Regions from separate parts of the Mus musculus genome. Here all the other regions are linked to region 1. The links are chromatin contacts, called in public HiChIP or PLAC-seq and promoter capture Hi-C maps. All regions are on one chromosome and are shown on one strand. Each heading gives the region's core, a stretch centred on a gene start, on an enhancer-like site or on the middle of the called end of the contact. The rest is flanking DNA. Distances are from core to core; before and after follow the strand shown.

Region 1 (4,744 bases), core at 1,269-3,768:
CCCCCTCCCCCCCAGCTCGTGTCTCTAGCTGCATATGAATCAGAAGATGGCCTAGTCAGCCATCAGTGGAAAGAGAGGCCCATTGGTCGTGCAAACTTTATATGCCTCAGTACAGGGGAACGCCAGGGCCAAGAAGTGGGAGTGGGGTGGGTAGGGGAGTGGGTGGGGGAGCGTGTGGGGGGCTTTTGGGATAGCATTGGAAATATAAATGAAATAAATACCCAATAAAAAAGAAAGAGTAAATGTATCCAACTATATTTCTAACATAGCATTCTCATGACAGACAGTAGATGCATTGATGATTTTAAATTTTTTAGAGTGTCTAACACATGACAAATATTATCTAAGTGGTAACTATTATCTGTGCTCTAGAGCCATGGGACTGGCAAGGGGCAGGTAATGAGTCTAATCCAGGATAACCGAGGTAGATTAGAGTCAGCAGAGGTTCAGATGTAGTGTTGAGGGAAATAAGAGGGGGGCAGGGTGGGGAGGGAGACTCTAGGCTGAGCCTGGCGGGTGTAGATTGGATTCAGCATGCTACGAGTAAACACCTTTTACAACAATGACCTCCTTAGGTCCTGAAAATTTGGGATCATTTTAGGGGCTTGGAGGCTGCCACATGGCCTTGGTGAAGGGTCTCAGTTCAATGACACCCACAACAAATGATTTAAACGGTTGTTCTTTCATTCTGCAAATATCTACTAAGGCCCTATAGGTGTCAGACACTAGTTAGAGGAGATGAGGACCCAAGAATCAAACTGTGTATCACCTACCCCATAGGAGTGCAAACACACAGTGACGGAACAGAAGATGTACCCAGATCCCTGGCTTTCCTCCTTATTCTGCTTCACACCAGGACAAGTATTCAGCAGGAACACTGAGTTCATCTTGTGCAGGAACCAAATCGCTGCAGTTACTTTCCCCACCCTACACGGAATTATTAATAAGATTTAGGTGCTCTGGAACAGGGTTTCCCAATGTCTCTTCTTCTCCCAGAGCCTGGAGCTATCTCAATGTTTATTTTTTAAACCACATCCCCATGTTGATGACTCACAATAACTTTTGTCATCCGCTCTGAAACCTGCTATTATATATGTTTGCCCATGCCAGTCTGTCCGCCTTATTAATTCTTGGCATTGAGCCTCACTCTGGTTGGTATTCTGTTCTTCCTCTTTCTGCTTCCTGGCCCACCCACACTCAGTGTTACTGGAGCTATTAACAGTCAAAGTCCATCCCAGCACGTAGGAGGCAGAGGCAGGAGGATCTTCTGTGATGGAGGAGGGAGGGGAGAACCTGCATGGCAGAGGTGGAGGGGTTCAGAGAGTGAGAAAGTCCACAGTGCAACGATGTAGGCTCAGGCTTTAGGCCGATATCTGAAAAGGAAATAAAGAAAAGGGGAAAAAATTAGTGGTCAGTGCAGATCTGAGATTATGTCCCAGGTTAGAATACCACACCAGAGACACACAGTGTGGTTAGAAACAGGGGCTGGTTATTAAAAAAAGAAAAACACTCCCAAGAATGGGCGTGAGCTAGTGGGCTAAGTAAAAGCCTTGGGGACTGAGGGCTCAGGACCCTTTATAAGACTTTGATAAGACATCTACCTCTCCAAATTGTAGTTCTGGGGACTTTTCTGGCACATTCTCTGTTGTATAAAGCTCAGGTCAGGAAGGGTTTCTGGGCCAATTAATCACAATTAATCTTGATATTCTGGCTTCCCGTCCCCTGTCCTTCCCTCGGCTTCTGGGACTGGGTTGTATGATGACTCAAGCTGGAGCTCCCTTCAGAGATCAGGGCTTCATAATGGAAGCAACTCCTACAAAGGTAACGGTGCCTTCCCAGGAGTAGCTTGTTTTTGTGACCCATCTATGTAGGATGTCCCATTTGCTTTAATCTAGAATAATTCTAATGGGTCAGGCCAGACTCGGAGCATTCCTGGGGGATAGCTAAGGAAAGAATCTAATGCAACTATTTCTCTGCTCAACTACAGCTTCTGCCTAATCCTGTTTCTTTCAAGTCTTATATATCTTGAAGTACCTGCTACGTCCCACACCGATCCACAATAAACCTCTTTGCACACTAGTCTCCCTTTCAGTTTTCGAGGAACTCAACATATTACTGAATTCTGTTTTTCTTTCCATCATTGAGGAAAATACGTAATAAATAAATTAATTAAATTAAAAAAAAGAATTTACATGGTGAAACAGAAAGACAATTTCTGAATATTGTCAAAAAAAAAAACTTTAATATTAGCTTGTCAGCTGTGAACACCTAAGCTTCCAGGGTTGGATCTTCGTTTCTCAAATACTCTACACTGCACGGTCCAAGTTCCTGCAGAACACAGAACATACTAAAAAATGATTATTGGAATGAATGGGTGGTTAAGACCAATCCTGCCTGGACTTCGGGTCACACAGGTAGGCGGGAACTGAAGCTCCACTCGGGCTGAAGCTCAGGGGCGTGGCCCAGAGTCCCCGCCCCGAGACCCGCCAGAAGGCGTGGCCCACGCACGCCGCCTCCCGCGCGATGTCGCTGCCTGTGGTCCGGCTCGTTTGGCTTGGTCGGGTGCACTACTCGGAGCTGCTGGCGTTGCAGGAGCATTGGCTACGGCGGCTACAGGCAGACCCTCGCCCTGGGACCCTGTCGGGGACCAAAGCGGGTGTGCTCTTGGTCTGCGAGCCAGCGGGGCCCGTATACACGGGCGGGCTACGCGGTGGCCTGACACCCGAGGAGACTACGCGGCTGAGGGCCTTGGGCGCCGAGGTGCGCGCCACCGGCCGCGGCGGCCTGGCCACTTTCCACGGCCCGGGCCAGTTGCTCTGCCACCCGGTGCTTGACTTGCGGCTCCTAGGCCTGCGCCTGCGCACCCACGTGGCGGCGCTGGAGGCGTGCGCCGTGCGACTGTGCGAACTTCGGGGCCTGCAGGGCGCCCGCGCGCGGCCGCCGCCCTACACTGGCGTCTGGCTGGGGGAGCGCAAGATCTGCGCGATCGGTGAGCGCGCCGGGGCGGGACCGGGGCGGAGCCTGGGCAGGGCTAACATCGGGGAGCGCTGGGCTGGACATGAACTCTGGGCATGAGCCACTGACCTCCCTCATGGAGCTGAGACAAAAGAGTCCTCTAGTTCAGTATGAATTGCCAGGTTTCTTCCTGTGACTCATAACGGGAGACAGGATGCCAAAATTTAAAACTTCCAATGCAAACGCAATTCTTGTGTTAAACGAATCTCGAAAATAAGGGCAGCTGATGTGTAACCACAGCCCCCACCGCCATTGACTTAGCCCCCAGATCCAGTCAGTGTTCCATCCAAGTTTCAAGGGATTGTGCCCAGGCCTCCTTACCTTTCAGCCCCAGAGGGATCCTGAGGCTCCCAAAGAAGGGAAGTATAACTATGCTAAGATATTTTGGCTTGTCTTGCAGGAGTCCGCTGTGGAAGACACATCACGTCCCACGGCTTGGCTCTGAACTGTTCAACCGACCTCACATGGTTTGAGCACATTGTGCCTTGTGGACTGGTTGGAACTGGAGTCACTTCCCTGAGTGAGGCGCTTCAAAGACTTGTCACTGTGGATGAAGTAATGCCATCATTCCTTGTGGCATTCAAGGAGACTTTCAAGTGCACGTTAATCTCTGAGGACAGCCCCAGCTGAAGGACATTCATTCACCTTATCCTTGGGATGATGGTTCTACAATAGAAAGCTTCTAGTCTGACTGAGTCCCCAGAACTACTCTGATTCACTGACCATGACAGGCCCTGAGCAATTGCTAGTCTGACTGAGTCCCCAGAACTACTCTGATTCACTGACCATGACAGGCCCTGAGCAATTGCTCCCTGTATCTCCTCACCTACCTCAGACGACATTATGAAAATACTATGAAAAGTCACAGGCTACCTAAAGCATCCCCATGACCATTAACACCTGTTAATGGAGACACTCCAGTGTTATTATCAACTGCCATTTCCTAATTACTTGCTACTTTTTCAGTGCTAACAGCAATTGTATCAGTTGTATCTAACAGCAGTTTTGACTCTTAGGTTTTTTGAGTTCTGTGGGAACCAAATCTCTGTGAGGCCCAGGGAAGTGATAAAGTTACTCTTCTCAGGAGACCTGGGTCTTTCTTCAGTAAAGGAGAAAGCCTCTTCAAAAAAATAAAATAAAATAGTTTTGCCTTTCTGGGTTGAATGTCTCAAGTTTGATAATTTACCTATTTTTGCTTGAGGTCAACAGAGATGGGTTAGAGGCTTCATAAAGACAAGGTACTCCCTCCATGCATACAAAGACTAGAGAGGAAAGATTTTCCTAAGTGGGATTCCTAGATCTGTGTGCATGTCAGGCCTGCTAAGAAGCAGAAAATCTGTGATTCAAGACAGCCAAGGAACACATTACCTCAATTCTCATTGATTGGGAATTTGGAAGAAATGGACTTGGGTTGGTTGGAGTCTTACCAGAGCTTCCATTTAAAGGTCAGTTGTCATTGGAAGGCTTAACTATGCTGGAGTTCACTTTCCAAGATGGCTCACTCCATTGTGATTGCTTGGTTGCTTCTAGTTGTCGATGAAAAGCCTCAGTTCCTCACCATGCAGACTCATTAAAAAGGCTTTAATGGTTCTAAGACATTCGCCTCAATTCATTTAAAAAGGCTTTTTGAAGCAGTATGACATTAGTATTTCATAGTTTTACTGTCTTCACTGAGTCAGTGCATGCCTTATACTTTCAAGAAGCCTCACTTGACTACCCACCCCCTATC
Region 2 (4,744 bases), core at 1,585-4,084, 190 kb before region 1:
CATTATCAGTGGGTAGAACCATTTGGCTCCATGATTTGTAAGATAGTTTGTATCTGCTGATGTGGGATTTTACTTAATTTTCCCTCACTTCCCTAACCTTCTTAGGATTATATGTCAGCTTCCTCTACCCCAAAAGAGGAACTTGAGGTTGAAATGCCAGCAACGCTATCATAAGCAGAGGAACAAGATGTCCAGGCCAACAGGAAAAGCAACACAGCCCTTCCTTGTTCAGAGCAGTTAGTTTAAAGAAAAAAAAAATCTACCAATCCCATGGGGCCTTGTAGCTTCGTTGGTTAAAAGTGCCTATCTAGGAAAACATCAACCAACTGTTCAATGATTCCCAAATGTCTTAGTAACACAAGAAATGCTCACACTTCCCTCCCTTGCAGAAAGTGCTAGACGTGGCTCTGGATGCATGAGAGCACAGAATATCCCCATTCATAGAGGAATCCAGGCTGACAGAATTTCCTGATGCCTGCCCTCTGACTCTGCATATCAGGAAGAGAAACTCCCAAGGAACAAGGAAGGTGCCTTAAGAAAGATACACACCTGTGGTCAGTAACCTAAGCACAGGTCTTTAGTCCAATGTACATTCTAAGAACAGAAAAACATCCTTAAAGGTCCTTCTTAAAATGGATTCTCTGGGCAGGGTGACCAGTGATTAGTTAATGAACTACCAGGCATTCTGCTACTTGCCCCAAACACCCACATTCAATGTAGACTTTTTTATTTTTATTTACTGTGCATGGATGTTCTGTTTGCACGTCTATCTGTGCACCATGCATCTGCTTGTGGAGGCCAGAAGAGGACACTGGATCCTCTGAAATGGGAATCACAGACAATAGTGAGCCGCCATGTGGGTGCTCAGAAGTGAACCTGAATCCTCTGTAAGAGACCAGTGCTCTTAACCATGGAACCATCTCTCTATTCCTTCAATGCAGTATTAGAAAAAAAGAACCCTACTCTACTCTACTGGAAGATGCTAGCTTACCAATTCCAAAGGCCAAAGTCAACTGTCCGCTAGTCCCTGAACATGCCTGAGTGTCCCCTCTCACAAAGTTTAATTTCTTATGAAGGTAGCAGAACAAAAGAGAATTTTGGATTTCTTTTTTTTTTTTAACACTATCTCTAACTCCCTATTTGGTGGTAGAAATTAGTTACAGAAATCCAGATACTTAGTAGTTTTGAAAAATTTAGTCTTTGCATTAAACCAGTGCTCTAACATGCATTGCAATGCTCTAGCAATGATTTCTTCTCTGCTTTTGGGGCATTGAAAAAACAATCCAGCTTACTAGTTAACACTAGTTCAAGGAGAATTTTGGATTTCTTGAGTCTTAAAACCTATTATGTCTTAATGTGAATATTCTGACTAGCCATTTGTCCTTGTAATTTGTCATTTGTAATTTTACAATATTACAACCACATCTCAAAACTACAGACATGACATAAAACGATGATTCTAAAAGGTTGTAAGCTGTAAACGTGTTTGGTGAGTTATTTACCACCATTCAAATACATGGCTAAATTAATATCTACCACAAAATGTTTAACTAGAGAGTGTTGCACTCTCTTCAAACATAAGGGATAATTGTCTCTAACTACCAGAGCTGGTTCCACACCACTTATATTTCAATACAGTGTAAGAGTCAGTCACGGGGCACAGTCTCTGCCACCTCCGCAGTTTTACATCACCTCACTCCTTCCTTACAGTTTATGGCTCCTGGCTAAACCACATTCTGTCCCACATCTATGCCTGAAATGCTCTCAACCGTCCACCCTTACCAGGTTAAAATAAACCATCCTTTAATAGGAGCCAAATATAGGATATGCCAGGCCCATGCCTAACTCACTCATCATAATGTCTCTGTAATGCGCCTTTATCACCATTTTCCAAAGAAGGAAACTGAGGTACAGAGAGTATAATTTGCCTGTGTCCCAGTAGTGTATGAAAAACATGATTGAAACCCTGGAAATCAGATTCTGTGCTCTCACATACTAAAATACACACACACACACACACACACACACACACACACCTCTAACAGACAAAGGACATAGGAAATTATTATAGCCCACGACCTAGGGTAAAATCAAACACTACTGCCTTGCTCAGCCATCAGCAAAAAGGCTCCCTCCTGCAGCAAATGGGCCAAACACAGAGACCATGACCAGACATTATGCAGAGAATAAGAGAGCCTGGAATACTCAGCCCTAAACAGCAAGGCTCCATCAAATCCCTCCCTCAGGGCTCAGGGAACCCTAAGAAGAAGAGACAGAAGGAAGGAATGTAAGAGCCAGAGGGGGTGGAGGACACCAAGAAAGCAATGCCATCCAAATCAGCATGATTAATACACACCTACCTCACAGCAGCTCTGGATGACATCATCTCCCTGCTGAGGCTCGCCATGTTCCCTAACAGCAGTCAGAATGAACGTAAATCACCCCACAACCTAAAGAGAACATGAACAGACTCCAAACTGCCTGCAGTTTCCAGACTGTAAACTTGACTCTGCCCTTGTGCACACCCCACAGGGGTCCAACGAAGATCCCAGCATTCATCAGGCCTGTCTTCCTCAGGAGCTCCCGGGCATTTTCTTCCTCTACCCTGAAGGAACGCTAAGGCCGCCTGTTTCTCCAAGGCTTCTGTGAGGCTCCCCAGCCTTTTTACCCTACCCACTTTAACCAGCAGATGCTCCAAGGGTCAGGAGGTGGGGCCATGCTCCTCCTTACTAGGGTCCTGGCCTCTCGAGTCTGGCTGCCTGGCGCCCTGAGCTACACTTTTCTATCTCCTCAGGCCCACGAGGAGAGCACAGCTGACTCTCTGCTTCTCACTAGCTGCTTCCTCCCCTCACCAAGAATCCAAATCTGAAGCTCTGGCTGCCTTGGCAACCTTACAGTGCTCTCATGTGGATTTTCTTTTTCTTTTTTTTTTTTTAAATAAGGCTCTTCTAGTTATTCTCAGCAGGAGTCTTTGTCTGCTACAATCTGTTCCACTGTACCCAGAAGAATTTAAAATCCACATACTTCATAAGCACTGTAAGTAAAACACAATTTCATGATAAAAGCACAAATGAGACCCAACTATTTTTTTCAAATTATGAGATGAAGTAATTATATGGCAAATGCAGACACAGGAATAAATCTGAAGGGAAAAGAAAGGACCAACAGGCGCTAACATAATCAAAAGGGCCAGGCTCCCTGCAAGGGGTTAGTTATGGCAGGGATCAAGAAAACATTCTAGCAAAGCCAAGAAAGCCACTCGTAAACTGTGTGAGTGCACTGTGAACTAGAGCGGAACATAGGATGCATGCGCTAGACAGCAAGGGAAGACGATGCTGAGTGGAGAAGGCTGGAAATGGCTGCTGAGGAGGCCTAAAGGCGGGACTAGACCCCGGGGGTTAGACACAAAACAATGTATCTCTGCATCTAAAGTGCAAAGTGACATGACATGCCTCTGAGAGTGGCAGGGGTGGGAGGGATGAAGTTGGAGCAATGATTACTGAGTGACTGTCACAACAGAGACATAGGCCCTGGGAATACACAAGGAAGGTCAGACAGACTTGCAAAAGCAGAAATAGAAATAGTCAAGCAAATAAGACTTCCATGCTGAGTCTAAAAACAACCCCCAAGACGCCATTTTCTTGTTAGGCAACCTGTGATGGACCATCAGTAAAGTCTATGATTAAAGAGCCACAGGATCAGATGTAGGCACAGGGCTCAGAAGCAGCCACAGTGAAGGGCTTGGGCCTCAGAGCTCTTATCCTCAGGTGTCCACAGCAACACAGCCACCACCACCATGGAAAAACAGCTTTCGATTTCTGCTGCCATGTGAGGCAAAATATCATTCACAATTGTGGATTTGAATATAATTGACCCCCATAGGCTCACAGGGAGTAGCACTATTAGAGGTGTGACCTTGTTGGGGGAAGTGTGTCACTGGGGGTGGGCGATGAGGTTTCAAATGCTCAAGCCAGGTCCTCCTCCCCACCCCACCCCCCACGCTGATCTGGATGTAGAACTCTCAGCTGCCTCTCCAGCACCAGGTTTGCCTGCATGCCACCATGCCCCCTGCCATGATGATAATGGACTAAACTTAAGAATGTATGCCAGACCCAATTAAATGTTTTCCTTTATAATAGCAATAGGACATTGACTAAGACAACAACCATTAGCAAAATGATTCCTAAGTTAGAAACAGTCCGGGATCCAGAACCAAACCGACTTGCATTCAATTGTACCCTCTCCTAGATTTACCTCCAGTATTCATCCTTGCTAATTTGATTCTTTAACCATAAAATGGCTCTGTCTTAACAGTTCATCTCATCTCATCTTCCAGCATTACTGAAAACAGTGTATGTGCACACCCAATGGCAGGCTCCCTGTTTCTCAAACTCTTTGTCTCCCATATATCCTCAACACTGTTTCCACAGCCTCAACATTTAGTTCTGTATAAAGCGACATGACACTATCATCCTCCTAACGAGTAAGTTTTGGTAGCTTTTAACCCCCTCTAACACATATGCAACAGGACCCCAACCCTACCACTCGAGCTATATCCTCTACCCTTCCTGTAAGTCGGTCCCTAGCTCTCACCCACGCCACTATTCCTAACTTGATTTACACTGTGACTTCACACTTGTTTCTCTCCTTCACTGTGTGATGATTCTCTACCCATACCTCAAACCCTTTCTCTGCCTTCTCTTTTCCAAAGCTTTCCTACTAACCCAGAGAGAAATACATTACC
Region 3 (4,744 bases), core at 1,131-3,630, 150 kb before region 1:
CACACGGCAAAAATAAACAAGCAGCTCGAAGTCACAAGTTGCAGAACAAGGGTACATACCTACTTTTCTAGTCACAAGGAAGCTGAGGCCGGAGGATCGCCAAAGCCAGTTGGTGCAACTTGGCAAGACAGGAGTGGAGATGAGACTCAGTCAGAAAATCCTGGTCTACTTTGCTCATGGCCCAAGATTTAGAAGCAGAAGGAAACTGATCTTCTTGCAGAAGGAAAATGTGTACAACGATACAGAGGTGTGAAATGCATGGGCACTTGGGGGAGGCGAGTGGTTGGTAAAGGTGGAGGGGGTAGGAGGATACTGGTGGGTAGAGTGGGTACAGAGTGGGTGTAGGGGGTGTAGGGTGGGTACAGGGTGGGTAGAGTGGGTGACGGTGACAGAAAGGAGTCAGGAGTCAAATGTGCACAGACTTAAAGTCAATGCTGAATGTTATACATCTTAATCATACGAGTTCCAAGATGGCCAGAATGGGTTCAAGGGGGGCAAGGGGGCATCTGGTTTGTCGTTGAAATGATCAGCACAACTCTTGTGGAGAGTGTGGGGGAAAATACATTGGAACGCCTGGACCAGGGACAGGAGACCTGAAGACAGGCTGTGGGAAAGGACTGTGAGTAAGGACTGAAGACACCAGAGCTCTGAGGAAAGCTGAGGTGGCAGAGACCCTTCAGGAAAGCAGAATGAACAGGGTTTAGAACCCAATGAGCCCACCTTTGGCAACCTTAGACATCAAGACAGGTACAGAGCACACATTAGCAGAGACGGGGGGGGGGGGGGAGATTACTTCTTAGCAAACACTGTATCCAGGAGGGTGGAGTGGAGGAGAGCTTTGACAAGGAGAACCTAAGTCAGAGGAGGACTGGAAGGAGCTCATGTTTGTCTTCACTCTGAGAGCCCTGAGTAGGGGCTTTCTTGGTCACTGGTTCCTCCCACTGCTCACTTGGCGTGAGGAGTGCAGCCTTAACCCTGCCAGTCAGATAACCTGGAATGGGGTGTGGCCTGCCACTTCTCCATCCTTACACCTGTCCTGGTCTGAGACACTGGTAGCTGTGTAAGAGATGCTCAGGAATCAAGGTCCAAAGCCAGGACGACTGTGTTTGCCCACAGTGGCCCAGCAAGCTGTGGATGGCGCCAGCACCTTGAGTCTGCCCTCTCATTGCAGAGCCTGTGTGCTCTGGGGTGGACAGAGCTTGTTCTTTTCTTAGGGTCCTATTAGTTCAGGAGCTCACCTAACATGAGGTCTGGAGCAACAGCCTGCCCAGGCTGCTGGGGTTCTGGATCAGCGTGCTCACCTTCTGGTGAAAGGACAAAGCTCTGACCCTGGCTGTCACTGGCGCATGCAGAGCAGTGGGGCCTCGCCTGTAGAAAGAGTTCATCCTGGGCTGCTTGGTAAGTGGTAGCAGCAGTGACTCCATAGCAAAGCTACCTCTCATCTGGGGATGATGCCTAGGACCACCACCTGCCAATGGGAGATTCCAGGTACCTGAAATGGCTTTCCTCCAAAGTTGAAGTGCTTTGATGTTCCAAATCTTATTTAATCCTTTGCGACATTTGCAGGACGATATTGAAGACTTTTAAAGTAACTCAAATCATTATCTTAGTGCTGGAGAGAAAACCTTTCTCCTAGGCGCTATGTGCAAGCACACAGACTGTGTTCAAAATGGCAAGTGTCTCTGCACTCCCCCACCAAATACCCAATCCTGAGATTCCCAGACCCGTACTATGACCTTCCCCACTCAGTTTCATCTGAAATCTAACTGGGTTGGTTCCCCTTGCAGGCTGCGTACCGCGGGGAGCCAGGGGTTAAAACCCGGGGCGTCTGTGGCCCCCTTCCCCCTCCCCAGCCCCCTCGTCTCCACTCGGCGCCTTGCCTGGAGCGAAGGTTCCCAGCCCTGCACTAAAGGGGAGGGGGAGAAATGGGCTTGTTTCTCGTGGCCAATCCACGAGCTCGCGGTGCCTCAGAGGAGGCGCCAGCATTAGGGCGGCCCAGGGCTGCAGGCTTCCCGCGGCAAAGTACAAATGCGCCCGAGCGCGGCGTCTGGCGCCCGAGGCGTGCACAGCGGCAGCGCTCAACCTCCCCCGCGCCGCCACCGAGGGTCTTGTCGCCCCACCGCGCCCCAGACCCGCGCCGGACCCCGCGCCGCCGCGCCGCCGCCAGCCAGCGCCACAGGGACACTGCACCCCGGTGACCGCACCCCGCAGATCCCGGTTCTCTAGCTAGCACCTTCTCCCTCTCTGCCATAGCCTTTTTCTTCATTTCCCCAACTAATTTCTCTCTCTCTCTCTCTCTCTCTCTCTCTCTCTCTCTCTCTCTCTCTCTCTCTCTCTCTCTCTCTCTCTCTCTTCTCCTCGTCCCCTCCCCACCGTCCTCTCATCCTCACCTTAGACCTCTCCTGTCCTTGGCTCCTCTTCATCTTTGCTTTTCCGACTCCTCAAGCAGCGGTCCTACTTGGTCCTCTGAGGACTTACTTGTGTCCTTATCTCACTTTCTCCCGGCTCATCCCGGGGTTGTCTGACCTTGGGACAAGGAAGGATGGTTCCCGGGGTGAGGATCATCCCCTCTTTGCTGGGACTCGTGATGTTCTGGCTCCCGTTGGACTCGCAAGCACTATCCCGTAAGTAGAAACCAGGCAAAGTCTGGGCAGGCAGGGGAGGGATGCGAACCAGTGGGATGTACTTTGCTGGAAGATGTTAGTTAGGACCTGGGGACCCCTTAACGCTTGCATTTATCCAGGCAGCACCTGCATAGCAGGGGTAGATGTTGCTCCATGACCAGTGTGGGCTGGTGAGTCTTGGGGGGAGAAAAGTTTGGCAGAGTTTCTTTCTGGGGTGCTGCTGGGGGAAGAGCAGTGTGCATTGTGGGAAGGGACTTTACTCCCAGCAGCCTGATGTGTTGAGTGTGAAAGACGGAAAGGCTGATGAGCTCCTGGGCTGAAAGATGAACAAAGTGGAGTCCATTATCGCTTTTGATACTCACAACACTCCATGAGGTGTCATCATTACATTTAATTGATGAGTAAAATCGGCAGGGCAAAGAGAAGAAAGTTTCCGAAGCTGGTAAGCTATCCAAAGCCAAGAGTCTAATTCCAAATCCTGCCTTTACAGCGTCTGGGAGACACCCCGATGTGGGGCTGTGAGACTGGAAGGCATCGGGGCGTGGTGAAAAAAGATGAGGTTCTTCATCTTCCCAGCCTCACTGTGTGCCAGCTGATGGGTCAGACACGGAGGGCACCTCACCATCTCTTTTCTAATCTATAAAATAGGAGCCTCTTAAAGCCGTTAAATGTATTAAATGACAGGGAGCAGGCAGAGCAGCTTGTATAGAGATGCTACAAGGTGGCCTCATCAAAGTGTATCAGCTGCCTAAGCCCCCAGAGTTTCCACTTCAAACAGTAGGTTATGCAGGACCACAGCCTCTGTTTCCTAACTGCCCCTCCTTATGCTGGTGACTCCTTCTGAACCTCCCCAATAAAGAAACAGAGCCCAACAAGGACAGTAGTTTGCTCCAGGCCACCAAACTTGAAGACCCAGGTCCCCACCCCCTAGCTGACAACCTTTTCCAGGCTTGGCTCCACCTGCCAGCTCTGCTTCTGACTGGCTACTGGCTTTGTGGAGCTAGTGAGGCTAGATTCTGTCCTGCTTCTGGGAATGGAAATGTTGCATGTCTGTCTGACGTCCCCTAGCCTGTCAGTGGCATGAGAATTATGGACACCCTCATGTCTCATAAGACAACACAGAGAGCTCAGACTTGGCTTCAATTCCTGACTGCCTCTTACACCTGAGTCATTTTTCAAACTTCTGTGAACTTCAGTTTCTTCATCGGCAAACAAGAGCTACTAACCAAGGTCTAAGGATGTGGGGGAGGACTAAAGGGAGTGATGCTTTCAGATGCATACTGTCAAATATTCAGTAAATACCCCCTCCTTCCTTAAGCCCTGAGAGTTTCCTCCTAGCCTGCCTGCTGTCCACTGAAGGAGACTTAGTCTCAGAGGACTGCCATGCCTGCCCTGGACTTGACCCTGGCCCTGCAGCTTCCTTTCCAATACCATTGCCCTGGGTGAACCACTCTGATGATGGCTCAGAAGTACTCAAAGCCCCCGTCTGCCCACCATGACCACCTTCAACAATTCAGACACCTCTTCCAGAAAATTCTACCTGGTGACCAGCTCCCTTTCTGACCTCCCCTCCTCTGTGCCTCCAAGAGCCTTCCTGTCTGTTTCTGTCACTAGGTTCTTCAGTTGGCTACCTCCCCCATAAATACAGAACCCCAGACACTCAAGAAAATGACTATCACTAAAGCGAGGTGGCCTGGCATTCTGGGAGGAGCATTAAGATCCTGGTGGTGTCATGGCTGAAAGAGCTTTCTCTTCTGTGTCTACTATCGGATTATCTCCTTTCACAGTTCATCTGAAGGAGGGTCTGCTACAAGGCCACAAAGGAAGGAACAGAGACCTAGATCCTAACCCAGGTCCCGTCATTTGTTGGCCGTGGGAATTGGGACACATCCCGTATCTCTGAACCTAATGATGATTGGTGCTGTAGGTCTAAGAATTTTGCAAGTCTCCTGCTGGTATCCTATTTTAAGGTCTTGCATGAAAGCTCTTGTCTTAGGGTAAGAGAGATCTCAAGCCTGTGGTGTGTAAGAAGTCCCCTGGTGACATCCAAAGTGCTTTTACAAATGGTGCCAACAGATGGGTGTTCTTAGGTCCAAGCCAGCCACACCGTTAAGTATGTC

The links. HiChIP or PLAC-seq counts read pairs in DNA pulled down with a chosen protein or histone mark. Capture Hi-C pulls out chosen DNA fragments and counts their contacts.
Region 2: an H3K27ac HiChIP or PLAC-seq map of microglia shows a contact between it and region 1, with 4 times the contacts expected there. The contact joins the enhancer-like site here to the promoter of Lipt2 in region 1. A contact is called at or near these places in 2 of 115 datasets of contacts at active chromatin or transcription factors (microglia and pancreatic cancer cells) and 1 of 9 other capture datasets (adipose tissue).
Region 3: a contact with region 1 is called in a promoter capture Hi-C map of adipose tissue. The contact joins the promoter of Chrdl2 here to the promoter of Lipt2 in region 1. A contact is called at or near these places in 14 of 39 promoter capture datasets (the 3T3-L1 cell line, 3T3-L1-derived adipocytes, the SN4741 cell line and 8 more), 3 of 484 Hi-C or Micro-C datasets (liver, muscle stem cells and pancreatic cancer cells), 4 of 115 datasets of contacts at active chromatin or transcription factors (bone marrow-derived macrophages, embryonic stem cells, microglia and 1 more) and 1 of 9 other capture datasets (adipose tissue).

The regions. Positions count from the first base shown.
Region 1 is chr7:100,156,759-100,161,502 of GRCm38.p6, forward strand. It overlaps Lipt2 (lipoyl(octanoyl) transferase 2 (putative)), which reads left to right and starts at 2,519. Exons shown (of 2, transcript NM_026010.2): 1 at 2,519-2,989; 2 at 3,416-4,173. The coding sequence starts at 2,524. The coding sequence ends at 3,645. It overlaps Gm51452 (a long non-coding RNA gene), which reads right to left and starts at 3,418. Exons shown (of 2, transcript XR_003946658.1): 1 at 3,337-3,418; 2 at 1-1,373.
Region 2 is chr7:99,962,882-99,967,625 of GRCm38.p6, forward strand. All of the region lies in intron 1 of Rnf169 (ring finger protein 169), which reads right to left. Among named protein-coding and RNA genes, the nearest start is that of Rnf169, 15 kb to the right of the region's middle. Within about 2 kb of position 2,835, at least 110 of the 459 cell types and tissues checked have an H3K27ac peak or open chromatin away from gene starts, as enhancers often do. A contact at or near this core is called in microglia, where this site is marked.
Region 3 is chr7:100,004,024-100,008,767 of GRCm38.p6, forward strand. It overlaps Chrdl2 (chordin-like 2), which reads left to right and starts at 2,381. Exons shown (of 11, transcript NM_133709.3): 1 at 2,381-2,624. The coding sequence starts at 2,543.